Linked DNA regions of Zea mays: regions 1 and 3 are each linked to region 2. Evidence: chromatin contacts called from public Hi-C data. All regions are on one chromosome and are shown on one strand. The core of a region is the stretch at or near the end of the contact, and the rest is flanking DNA. Distances in the headings are between cores, read along the strand shown.

Region 1 (3,508 bases), core at 114-2,613, 140 kb after region 2:
CGAATGAATTAGTGTTGTTTCGTGGATTCCCTCCAAGATGCCGTTATAGGAAAAGGTCTTTTTTTTTTACAAACAATAGCTGTTTTGCTTTGCACTGGAATGCCTGCAAAGATGTTGGAATGGATACATAAAACATAAAAAGAATAGAATCGGAATCAGTGGACACGGTCGGTGGGATATTCACGGTGCTCCGGTTTACATGAAAGGAGCAACAGTAAGAATGCCACCACATCTGCTGTTCTGAGTTCTGATGGGGGTTCTCAGCTGCACAAAGATCGTCAGCGGCAAAGCTAACACAGTATCGAACAACAAAACAACGCCGGGGAATCGTGAAAACTGCTTCGCCAGTGTAGAAGCTGAAGCATATGACTGGCTAACCAACAACACCGTCTCTTAAAATCTAAGCAAAATTCATTGTCACAAACCCACAATCGTGTTGCAGATAGACATGCGGTGGGAGTAGTATGCAGGCTACGTCTACGTACACAAGTGTGGCGTAGCACAAGTCTAATGCAGACGCAAACAAGCCCACATGCTCGCTACCATCCAGCAGGCAGCAGCGTCACCAGCGTGTGCATGCGACGATTACAATTCAGCAGGGCCACGGACTGGTCGAAGCTGGAGCTGGCAGCCGTACGTAGCGGGCAGTTAGCTAGCCACGTCAAGGGTCGAAGACGGCGGCGCCGCACCTGCACTTCCACCCGACGGGCTCGTAGTTGGCGCAGCGCGGGCGGAGGCGGCGCTCCGCCGCGGCGCCGGCGCCGGCGCGCACCTGCACGGCCTTGCACGGCGCGCACGCGCCGCACTTGCGGTCGCAGCACGGCGGCCTGGAGCCCAGCCTGCTAAGCTGCTGCCGCTGCTCTGCGTGCTCGCCGCCATCGATCTGTCAGAAACACACACGGTCGCCAGCATCATCAGCGCGTGTCGTTGTTCTTGTTCCCAGCGCACGCACAGGTGCGTACTACTGCATCAGCAGCAGAGAAGCGCGAGGGCGAGAGGGAGTCGTCGTCGTTACCGCCTTACCGGTGGTGAGCGCGGGTCCGCTCCGACATGCGCCGGCTGCTGGTGGCCGCCTGCATAGCAGGTTGGCAACACTGCTTCTTTCATCAGGTGCAGAGACACAAGGGAAGCGTTTAAGGCGAAACGGAGGGCGCCTCAGCTCACCGTGGGTCATGGAGACGAGAAGAGGCAGGGCGAAGAAGACGACGACGAGCACGGACCGGGCTGCACCCGCGCTCATCGCGCAACGACGGCAGCAAGCAAATGGCTGCCAGCGCCCCACGGCAGAGGTCGGTCACTCACGGTCGTCACGGGGACTCTCTTCTTCTCCTCCGCTGGCCAGAGCTGAGCGAGCAGAGAGGCCAGAGGCAGAGAGTTTCCTGGGCTCACTCTCTCCATCTTTGTACCTGGACGACTGGACAAGGTTCTCTCCTGTGGGCTGTGGCGAAGGTGCCAAGCAGATGCGTGCCATGCTCGCTCGGCACGCAGTCGTCGTCGGGTCAGGTTGCAGTTGCAGCGACGCGAATGCAGCCGCGTGACCACGTCGTTGCTGTCTCCGCGCGACGCAGCAGCAGGGCAACTTGAACTGGCACTCACGGCCTCACAGGCAGCGCTGTGGTAGTGGCACTGGCAGTAGCATCAACAGGCTAGGCGGTAGGGCGGGAGCGGATTTAGGAAATGGCGCAGGCCTTTACCAGGCTGCAGCGTAAAAGTTGCATGGAGTGCTCTCGTCTCGATCGCATCAACGGCACGGGCCAACCTTTCGTGAGCTCATCAGGAGCTGCAATGGCTAATGCCAACGCACTGTTCCCGTCCCAAGACCCTCATCCTCTTCCACAACACGGTCCTCTCACTCGACGCACTCGCTGCGTCCTGCGTACCACACCATGCTCGCCGCCGCCCGCTAGCCTCGACCGTGTCCCCTTCCCCCATCGTCGTCAAGGGTTGCCGCGCGGCGGCGCGGCTTGGCGAGGGCTGCGGTGCGCACACGGCCGTGATCAAGCTTGGCCTCGGCACCGACGTGTACACCGCCAGCTTGATCATCATCGTGCTCTACGCCAGTGGCGGAGGCAGGCTAAAAGCCTAAAAGCGAAGCCTGATGAACACCACTGTGATTGCAGATAACAGCCCATCAGCATCTACTAACTCACCGTCGTAGGATTCGTCTCCGTCGAAGGGTAAGAACTGGAGTTCAATTGCAATCGTGCTCGAACGATGAAGGTTGCTGATTTGATTGAGCTGACGATGACATGGACTACTCTCTCGTTTCTCTTCAACTGTGTGCGTGCGTACAGAGTCTCTTCTAGAGAGTACGTCCGTGCACACGGTGAGCAACTCGTACGTGTACTGCGGACGAGGTGTACTATCGGCACGTTGTGACTATGTAGAACACGTGCTGGCACGCCGTCACGTATATGAAGCTACTGGCGGCGGCAGGTGATGTGAACACAGTGTTTCACCATAGGCAGATGTGAAGTTTCATTGAAGATAGGCAGTGTGGCAAATATTGGACCCAAATAGCCTAATACCATATTTAGGACCTGAATCATTGAGTCCTACACCAATTTGATGAAATTTGATAAAATAGGTCTTCCGCTGGAAGCTATTTTTAATCAGCCCTATATTTCAAGATAGAACCTCGTTTAAGGTTCTTATTGAAGATGCTCTAGCGCACTTTCACTGTTTATGACCAGGATGACACAGCAGTGCAAGTTTAAGGATGTGAATTTTCCTTCTTCTTTTTTCTTCCTATAATCCGGCGCACCGAATCGCTACTTCCGGTAGTAATTACAGGTGTCAAAATTACAGTCTCAGTCATTAGCTATTAGCGTAGTAGAAAAGTGAAATTAAGGTGTGCCATCCATTCATACACCAACGGCTGACAAACACTTCCCCTTGGCTCTTGGTAGATAGTGCAGCACTACATGTTTGCATTTCTTCAGGGTTTGCGACACTGAACCTGACACTATCCAGCACACCACAATTCCACAAGCCATGCCAGACCCTTTTCGAGTGAAGTGAAGAGGGATCCTAGTTAGCTGCTCAAAACGCCATTACAATCAAGAGCAGCCAGCTACCTGCTCGACACACACGCCCGCCAGAATGCACTATGTTTCGCTACTGCCATTACAACCTCCAGTACCGATCTACACCTACTCGTATATTATATAGTTAGTTAGTATACGTGTTCTGCATTAATGCTATACGCCAGCAAAAGTGAGCATGATTACGGTCTCTATGTGGCCACCGCATCGGCTACCAAAATGGCGGGACGGAAACAGAACCCATGCATGTTTTCCCTTTCACCTCCGAGGCCGGACGGCCCCGATCGACGTCGTCGTCGTCGACGAGGAGGAAGGTGACCGCGCCGCGGACCTGTCGTTCTCCTCCTTGTCCTCGCTGAATGCCTTCTGGACCAGGTCTTGCAGGTCATGGAACCTCCTCTTCTTCTCCGCGGATGTGTCTCGCCCGAGGGAAGCCATCTCGGCTTCGTCGTCCATGATCGTGT
Region 2 (3,399 bases), core at 241-2,740:
AGGACCAATATTTGATTCTACTACGGAATTACGGATGCCTCCAGAAGACGTTTTGGAAGTTTATCGGTGAAAAATATGACCGATCAATGTTGGTTTGGGGATCTCTAGATTAAAGATGGCAACCGGGTAGAAACCCATTGGATATCTCTTGCCTAAACCTATACCCCACAAAGAAAAACACGCCCACTAAAAAATTCATATCCATGATAGGTATGAATTTTTGCCTAAACCCATACCCATACAAGTTTTAGGTACCTAATAAGTTTCCATACCCACTAACATCAGCATGAAAATACTTGATCTTGTAAATGACAAACAATATACCAACAAATAATGATAAAAAGAAACAAGTGATCAAAATATACTTTGAACTTTTATTACAAGTGGAACAAATTGAATTAATAACATTACGAATTACATTTGTAAGTTATGTAGGTTTTAAGACGGGTAGTGCAAAAACACGTATCTATCAGATTTTTACGAATCCAATAACAAATTCATGGGTAAGAATTTAATCTAAATCATGCCCTAATATAGAAAACCCTATCAGGTTTCGATTGGCGAGTACCCACTACTATCTCTACTCTACATCAATTTTGTCGATCCAGTCCAGATCTATTTTAACATTAACATATGTAAAAAGTTTGCTAAGTGATCCATGACAGTACATCTTTCTTACCTCGTCCCTCTATTTTTTTCATTTAAATAACCATTATAAATAAACAAACATTTTTTTTATATTTCTTCATCCTCAAATAACTTCTCTATAGCTTGAACGATACTTTCAAAAGTTAGTTCCGCTCTCTATATGACGAGTGAGAAATAATCTTCAAATGAGTTTTTGCACAAAAAAATATTTATTCATATAAAACGCAAGGACTAGTTTGGTAGGGCACCGTCTCCTCCTAAAAATGATAAACTTTATATAGTCATTTGGAACGGATGCACAACAAGAGCCGCAAGAAATATAGAGTACCCCTATTCCAAATGGCCAAAATATTCCCTTTTTATTTTTATATCATAAGTAAATTTTGATTCTGTCAAACCTCATAAAAATATGTTAGCATTGATAGTGTCAATTAAATTTTTACGAGACTTATGCTATAGTAAATTTAATGATACTAACTTTATCCTAAAATTTAAGGAAGACTATCGTTTCGTTTGCTTCTGCTAAAAAAAAGCTCACAAACGAACAGTTCAAAGGTAGCGATCGCCAGACTTCGCCACGTGCTTTTTCGACTGCCACAGACCCATCCACCGGCGGCCCAAGACCCACACACAGCCCAAGGCCCAAGCTGCGCCGCGTCCCTCTCCCGAATTACTACTTCCCCCGACCCTAATTTTCAAACGCCCGAACTTGCGTGTGGCCCACCTGTCAGCGCCCCACCCACCTTCGCAAGCCTGCTCCAACCCGTCCCCTCCTGTCTTCCTCTTCCCTTTTCTTTCTCTTATATCCCTCGCCCGCCAAGCCGCGGCCGCAGTAGTGCAGCAGAAACGCAAACCGGCCACCCCGCCCGCACTCGCCGCCCCATCTCTTCCGCTCCCGTCCTCTCCGATCCATCCACGACGCGGGAACCAGCCTCCGAACAGCAGCTTCCCGCCGCCGGCCCCCAAGCCTCTGCGGGCGTGGTTGCGTCTCCGCGGTGGCGCCACCGGAGCGGCTCTTGCGTCCGAGAGGCGCCCTCGTGCGCGCGATTTTGGCCAGATCCGACCAGGTGAGCTCCGGTGCGAGTCTTAGCTCTGGAATTCCGCGGGGTGGGTGATCTCCGTCGATGTGGTTTCGGTGGTCTGCTTGTGGTTTTCTGCGCTGGTGTTGTGGAATCGAGTCAAGCGCGGCTGCTGGCGGCACGGAAGAAGCCTCTTCGCTGCTCGCGAGGCCGCACTGGCCTGGATCGCAGCTGCCCGCGAAGGCCTTTTCCGTGCGCCAGCATGGTGGTGCCCGTTTCGATCTCCTCCTCCTCTCCTCCTTTCTCCTCCTGCCGAACCCCGAAGCCGCCGCGACGCTCGTCCCTCTAGCAGCGGGTTTACCGCCGCTCTTCGCGCCTCCGTGGCACAAAAACGCTGCACGTCCACTATCTTTAAAATACTTCGATCCTTTTCACTGCATCTTAGATTGGACTAAAGTAAGCATGCGAAACTTTTCGAAGGCTGCCGGGAATTTCAGAACTTGTGAATGACATTCTTGTTTTATCTATATATATTTTGTCGCCCAGTGTTTCTTTGACTTCGGCCTTAACGTTCTTTCATTCTTTTTTGCTTGCAGCAATATTTGTCGATTCTGAACAAGCACCGTTTGATGGGCCCGGCAAAGGGTTCTCGAACAATTAACAAGACCATAGTAAAAGGATATGAAGATCAACAGCAGCATGATGACCCATCTAGTTCAAGCAAAGCTAAACAGAAAGTATGCATATTTATTTCTATTGGAAGCTCTATGAAAAATTATGGTTGATGGTCTGTAGATAGCTACCAGTAATTATGACATCATATCATCTAAATTGACATTCTAGTATTCAGTTCTCTCATTCATCAAGCTATTTTTTATTTTGCAGAAGAGGAAAATTTCAGATTTAGATCCCAAATGGAGCAAGGATGAACTTACACGCTTTTATGAAGCCTACCGTCAACATGGGAAGGATTGGAAAAAGGTTCTAACTGTTTGTTTCCCTTTGTTCTTTTCCATGATTTGTAAATATCAGTCAAGGTGTCATGGCTGTGTGAACTTTGACCGGTGAATTTGCTTATGCAGATCAGCATAGCGATAGGCGGTAAGTCGTCGGACATGGTGCGGTCTCTTTACAGTGCACATCGGGTGAGTCTGAACTTTGTAGCTCTTTCCGAAGTGCACCATCTCTGCATCCACTGTTTAATGGGCTTGTCACACTTAAGACAGTGTTTTTTGTTGCTCATATAAGATCATATAACATGTTGCAGAGATAGTACTTATTTGGATGTTCATGTTTTAATCCATATCTTCATAGCAAATAAATGTATCTAAGCTTCAGTTCAGCTTGAATACCATGTTGCACCTTATGATCCTTGTAGATTGACACATTTCATTTCTTTTGGTAGACTTTCTTATCTCTTCCAGAACATCAAGCTACTGCCATGGGGTTTATCGCGCTGGTGACTGGTCATCACAATGCTTCGGTTAGCTTATCTCGGTTACTTGTTCGAATTACTATTTTTTTGGATATGCAGAATGACCCTCAATTTCTTTCATTTATTATTTGATCAAGTGAACATTTGTTCCATATGAAGCTACGATGCTAAGCTCGTTATAATGAAGATCAGCACACCTGATCATCATTGTTCCAACATATCCATGCCAATTTTATATTAAATAAGAATAGCCATACAGTCTCTTTGTTTCATGATTTAAGCTTGCTTGGCTTGGTG
Region 3 (3,752 bases), core at 646-3,145, 190 kb before region 2:
TTGGCAAAACTAAAATAATCGTTAACTTGTAATTGTAATTAATTTGTTTTATCGCTAATAATCTCAATGTATTACTATGATAATTTTTAACCTTTAGCTTAGTTTTTTAGAAGTGCTAATAATAGTTATAGATATCATAGACGATGAAAGAAAAATGTTGTTTAGACAAAATTACGCCAATTTTTTGAACTGCCTTTGGTTGATGACCGAATTTTGGTCTTGCCAATAAAATTTTAGCCACGCCAATACAAACTCACGCCAATTTTTGGCCAAAGTCAAGGTAGGCAAATCGGCTGCCAAAGTTTAGTTTGGCCATATTGAATTTTTACCACAAACTAAACGTTTAAACTTGAGTCCAATTTTGGTTTAGCCTAAGTTTGACCAACTAGCTAGTTTTGGTCAGACATTTTTGTCCACAACCAAACGGACCCATGGAGCCGGGTACGAGGCCAGACGCCGGGTCGGCCCATTCCCATCTCAAGACCCGTGGCCGTGGATGGAGCGGCGACATGACGGGCGTGATGCGGACGGACCGGCAACCCATCCCTACCGGCTCTGAGGTGATCGGGCATCCGCTTATCTGCCACGACCACTCGACCAAGGAGCAGCAAAAGCAAGGACGGCAGCGCGTGTCGTTCGTCCACGCCGCTGCCTGTGCCTGACGAAGCAAATGGCCGGAGCCCCGACCCGATGCAACGAACGGTCTGGTCGACGACTGGACCTGCGCGGTAGGAGTAGGATGGGATAGGCTAGGGGAGCTGTCGTAGCTGCTGTAGCTCATGCAAGGCTAGGCAGGGTTCGCTCTCACAAAGTCACAACACTTGCGAGAGGAGATGGGCTGCCTGCCACTGATGATCAGGTAAGGTTCGCCGTCGTCGCTCCGTTCAAGAAAACAGGCACTTGGACTTGGTGTGGCATTGCACGCAACTCTCCCGGCCCATGACCATTCTGTTCTAGGATGTCCAGTCCAGTCGAGAAGAAATAGGCACAAGTTCTGCCGCAGAACAGGAACAGCAACTCCCCGTTGCGAAACAGATGTGTACTACTCCCTGCATATCAAGATCACATCGGCTGCGAACTTGAGCAGCCAAAGAACCCTAATCTTATTTTTGTCCTATTCTCATGTGAGCTAGGAGGAGCACGCATGCAAGATGCCTGCTGGCCGTTTGCTGAGTGACAGACAGAGAGAGAGAGGGAGAACCGGAGAAGGGACAGGGAATCAAACACAAACAAACAGCAGTCCGGTGGTCGTCCTCTCTGATCTGATGAAGCCTGGCCTGAACAGCTAGCGGCCAGGCCGTGCGTCGCCGTCCTGCTCCTGCAGTTGCAGGCCAGAGGCCCAGAGCCCCCACCCGCAGCAACCGCGAATCGCTCTGCAGATGCCACACCCACACCGCACTGCTCCTCTCTCTTTGACCGGCGAGGAGGTGGACGAGTATTCACAAGAGACAAGAAGACAACGAACGCATCGAAGCGGCGGAGCGGCCAGCGGAAATGCGCAACACCGCACCTCTCGCGCTACTGCACTGATCCACCACGCCACGCACTGGCTCTGGCTGCCACAGGGGCACAGTGCCAGTGGTGGCCACCGGCAGCAACGGCGAGGAGCAACCCCCGTGAGGAGACAAAGCTGCGGCCTTTGCCCCTGCCGCCGCCTTGTCCGTTTCCCCGGAATAGAAGTATCAAACCCCTGTTCAAACCCTCCCTCCCCTGCCAGACTGCCACCTGCCATGCCACCAGGGTCAGGGTGCGGGGTTGCCCCCTCCTCTGCCTCTCTTCCTGCGAGCGAGAGCCGACAGCCGAGAGCGTTCCTTCTCGGCCCCGCAAGACGGCAAGACCGCTACCTACTGCTACAGTGCTGCTCCATCACACACACACACACACCCGTCTCCGCCTCTTGTCTTCTTCCTCACCCTTCCTCCCGCCTCCCCTACAAATTGCCTCGCCTGTCCGTCCATCCCTGTCGCCAGCCCACTCCTTGCACAGTTGCACTTGCCACCGTATCGACCAACAACTGGTACGTACGAGCGACCTTGGCTAGCAACAACCGGGAGAGGAGAGGAGAGGAGGGATGGTTCGCTCTTCCGCTGCCACGGAGGTGGGCCAGGTGCCGGACGGGAGGCCGCTGCCGGCTCCCGTGGCCACCGGCGGCGGCGGCGGCGGTACCGGCACGGGAGGCGGGCGGGAGCCGGAGGGCCTGCCGTGCCCGCGCTGCGAGTCCGCCAACACCAAGTTCTGCTACTACAACAACTACAACCTGTCCCAGCCGCGCTACTTCTGCCGGGCCTGCCGCCGCTACTGGACGCGCGGGGGAGCGCTCCGCAACGTCCCCGTCGGCGGCGGCACGCGCAAGGCCACGCCCGCCGGCCGCCGCAAGCGCGCCGGCCCGGCGCCCGCAACCGCGGCGCCGCCTGCGCCTCCGCCTCCGAGCGCGCTCCACGGCTCGCTGCTGCGCCCGTACGGTGGGCTGTCCTTCGCCGCGCCGGCCCTGGCGTCGCCGCTCGCCGCCGTGGACCCGGACCGCCGGCTGCTGGACCTCGGCGGCAGCTTCACGTCGCTGATCGCGCCAGGGGCCGACGTCGGCGTCCACTTCTCCGCCGAGTTCCTCGTGGGCGGACTCGCGCCGGCGGCCCTGCCTCGCGCGACCGCCTCTGTCCCTGCTCTGCCGCCACCGCCACCGCAGCAGCATCAGCAGCCGACGACGGTGTCCCAGGCGTTGCCGGAAGGCCTGTTCTGGAGCATGGGGTGGCCGGACCTGTCCATCTAAGAGCTCCATGCCTCCGCCGGTGTCCCAGGCGCGCTCGGTGCATCGTCCGTCACCGGTGCCCGGCTAATGACTGCTGCGTGCGGGTGCATCATCGCTAATCTAGCTTTTTCTCTTTCTCTCTTTTAGCTGTTTGAATTAACAGTAGACTGTAGTGCTGCATCCAGGTGATCTTTTTGAGGGGGGCAAGTTGTTTAGTCATCATGAAACTTTTCCAGTCAGGAAGGAACTGTGAGAGAGTGATCTGATCTGCTGAGGATGTCATGAAAAACTCTGCATGCTCGGTTGCCTTGCCTGCATGAGGACCTGTGCTGCAGTGCGTGAGCAATTGAGCTTGACCAACCGATACCATCAGCAGATTGTTTTTTGGGGGGTCGAAAACGTTGAGCTGATTGGTGCTGTGCTGTTTTCTGTGATTTTCCTTTCGCGTGATCTTCTTCGGTGCCGTTTGTCTTTTCTTGTCTTGGTGTGTCGATGCTGGATTCGTTTTTATTCTAACCTAACAAGATCAAAATCTAGCTGATGATACTCGGTACGTGCATCCGGAACCTGCGCCGGTAAAGCCGTCTCCTTTTGTTGTGTTGCACCTGTTTGTTCAGAACATTCTGTTTTTTTGAACAGGAGGTATAACCTGATCCTGACACTTTGGGATTCACATATCGGGAGACTGGCTCGAATTTTGTTTTTCTAGAGTATCTTCATAGCTTACTTATGCTTGTCTATCGTTTCAAACGCCATTTTGTAATGAACTTAGTAATTAGAATTAGACGGGGCTGAGTTGGTTTAAATCCTAAATAAGTTATATTTAACATTTTTCCAATCTCATTCAATCCATATGATAGAAATAACCAAAAAAGACCTTAATATGTTGGATTCATGTGGGCTTGGCCCAAATTAATATTCAATAATATTTAATGCTAATGACCCATTTTAATGTTATGGTGTACTAATAATTTAGTACCATACTCGAAGTAAGAACAAATCAATC

Evidence for each region. Hi-C and Micro-C count contacts between places; a contact is called where the count stands out from the background.
Region 1: a Hi-C map of leaf shows a contact between it and region 2, with 4 times the contacts expected there. The contact joins the promoter of LOC100501067 here to the promoter of LOC100217142 in region 2. A contact is called at or near these places in 4 of 25 Hi-C or Micro-C datasets (leaf, leaf mesophyll and an unstated tissue) and 1 of 3 datasets of contacts at active chromatin or transcription factors (seedling).
Region 3: a contact with region 2 is called in a Hi-C map of leaf, with 3 times the contacts expected there. The contact joins the promoter of LOC107325937 here to the promoter of LOC100217142 in region 2. A contact is called at or near these places in 15 of 25 Hi-C or Micro-C datasets (bundle sheath, ear, endosperm and 5 more) and 2 of 3 datasets of contacts at active chromatin or transcription factors (leaf and seedling).

What each region holds. Positions count from the first base shown.
Region 1 is chr3:5,928,251-5,931,758 of Zm-B73-REFERENCE-NAM-5.0, reverse strand. LOC100501067 (EPIDERMAL PATTERNING FACTOR-like protein 3) reads right to left here and starts at 1,363. Exons shown (of 3, transcript NM_001195898.1): 1 at 1,165-1,363; 2 at 1,024-1,073; 3 at 417-883. The coding sequence starts at 1,240. The coding sequence ends at 662. LOC100285744 reads right to left here. Exons shown (of 4, transcript NM_001158635.2): 4 at 2,708-3,508. The coding sequence ends at 3,303.
Region 2 is chr3:6,067,987-6,071,385 of Zm-B73-REFERENCE-NAM-5.0, reverse strand. It overlaps LOC100217142, which reads left to right and starts at 1,490. Exons shown (of 16, transcript NM_001359646.1): 1 at 1,490-1,715; 2 at 2,264-2,404; 3 at 2,553-2,648; 4 at 2,750-2,812; 5 at 3,073-3,150. The coding sequence starts at 2,297.
Region 3 is chr3:6,256,313-6,260,064 of Zm-B73-REFERENCE-NAM-5.0, reverse strand. LOC107325937 (Dof zinc finger protein DOF1.6) reads left to right here and starts at 1,895. Exons shown (of 1, transcript NM_001320908.1): 1 at 1,895-3,140. The coding sequence starts at 2,072. The coding sequence ends at 2,767.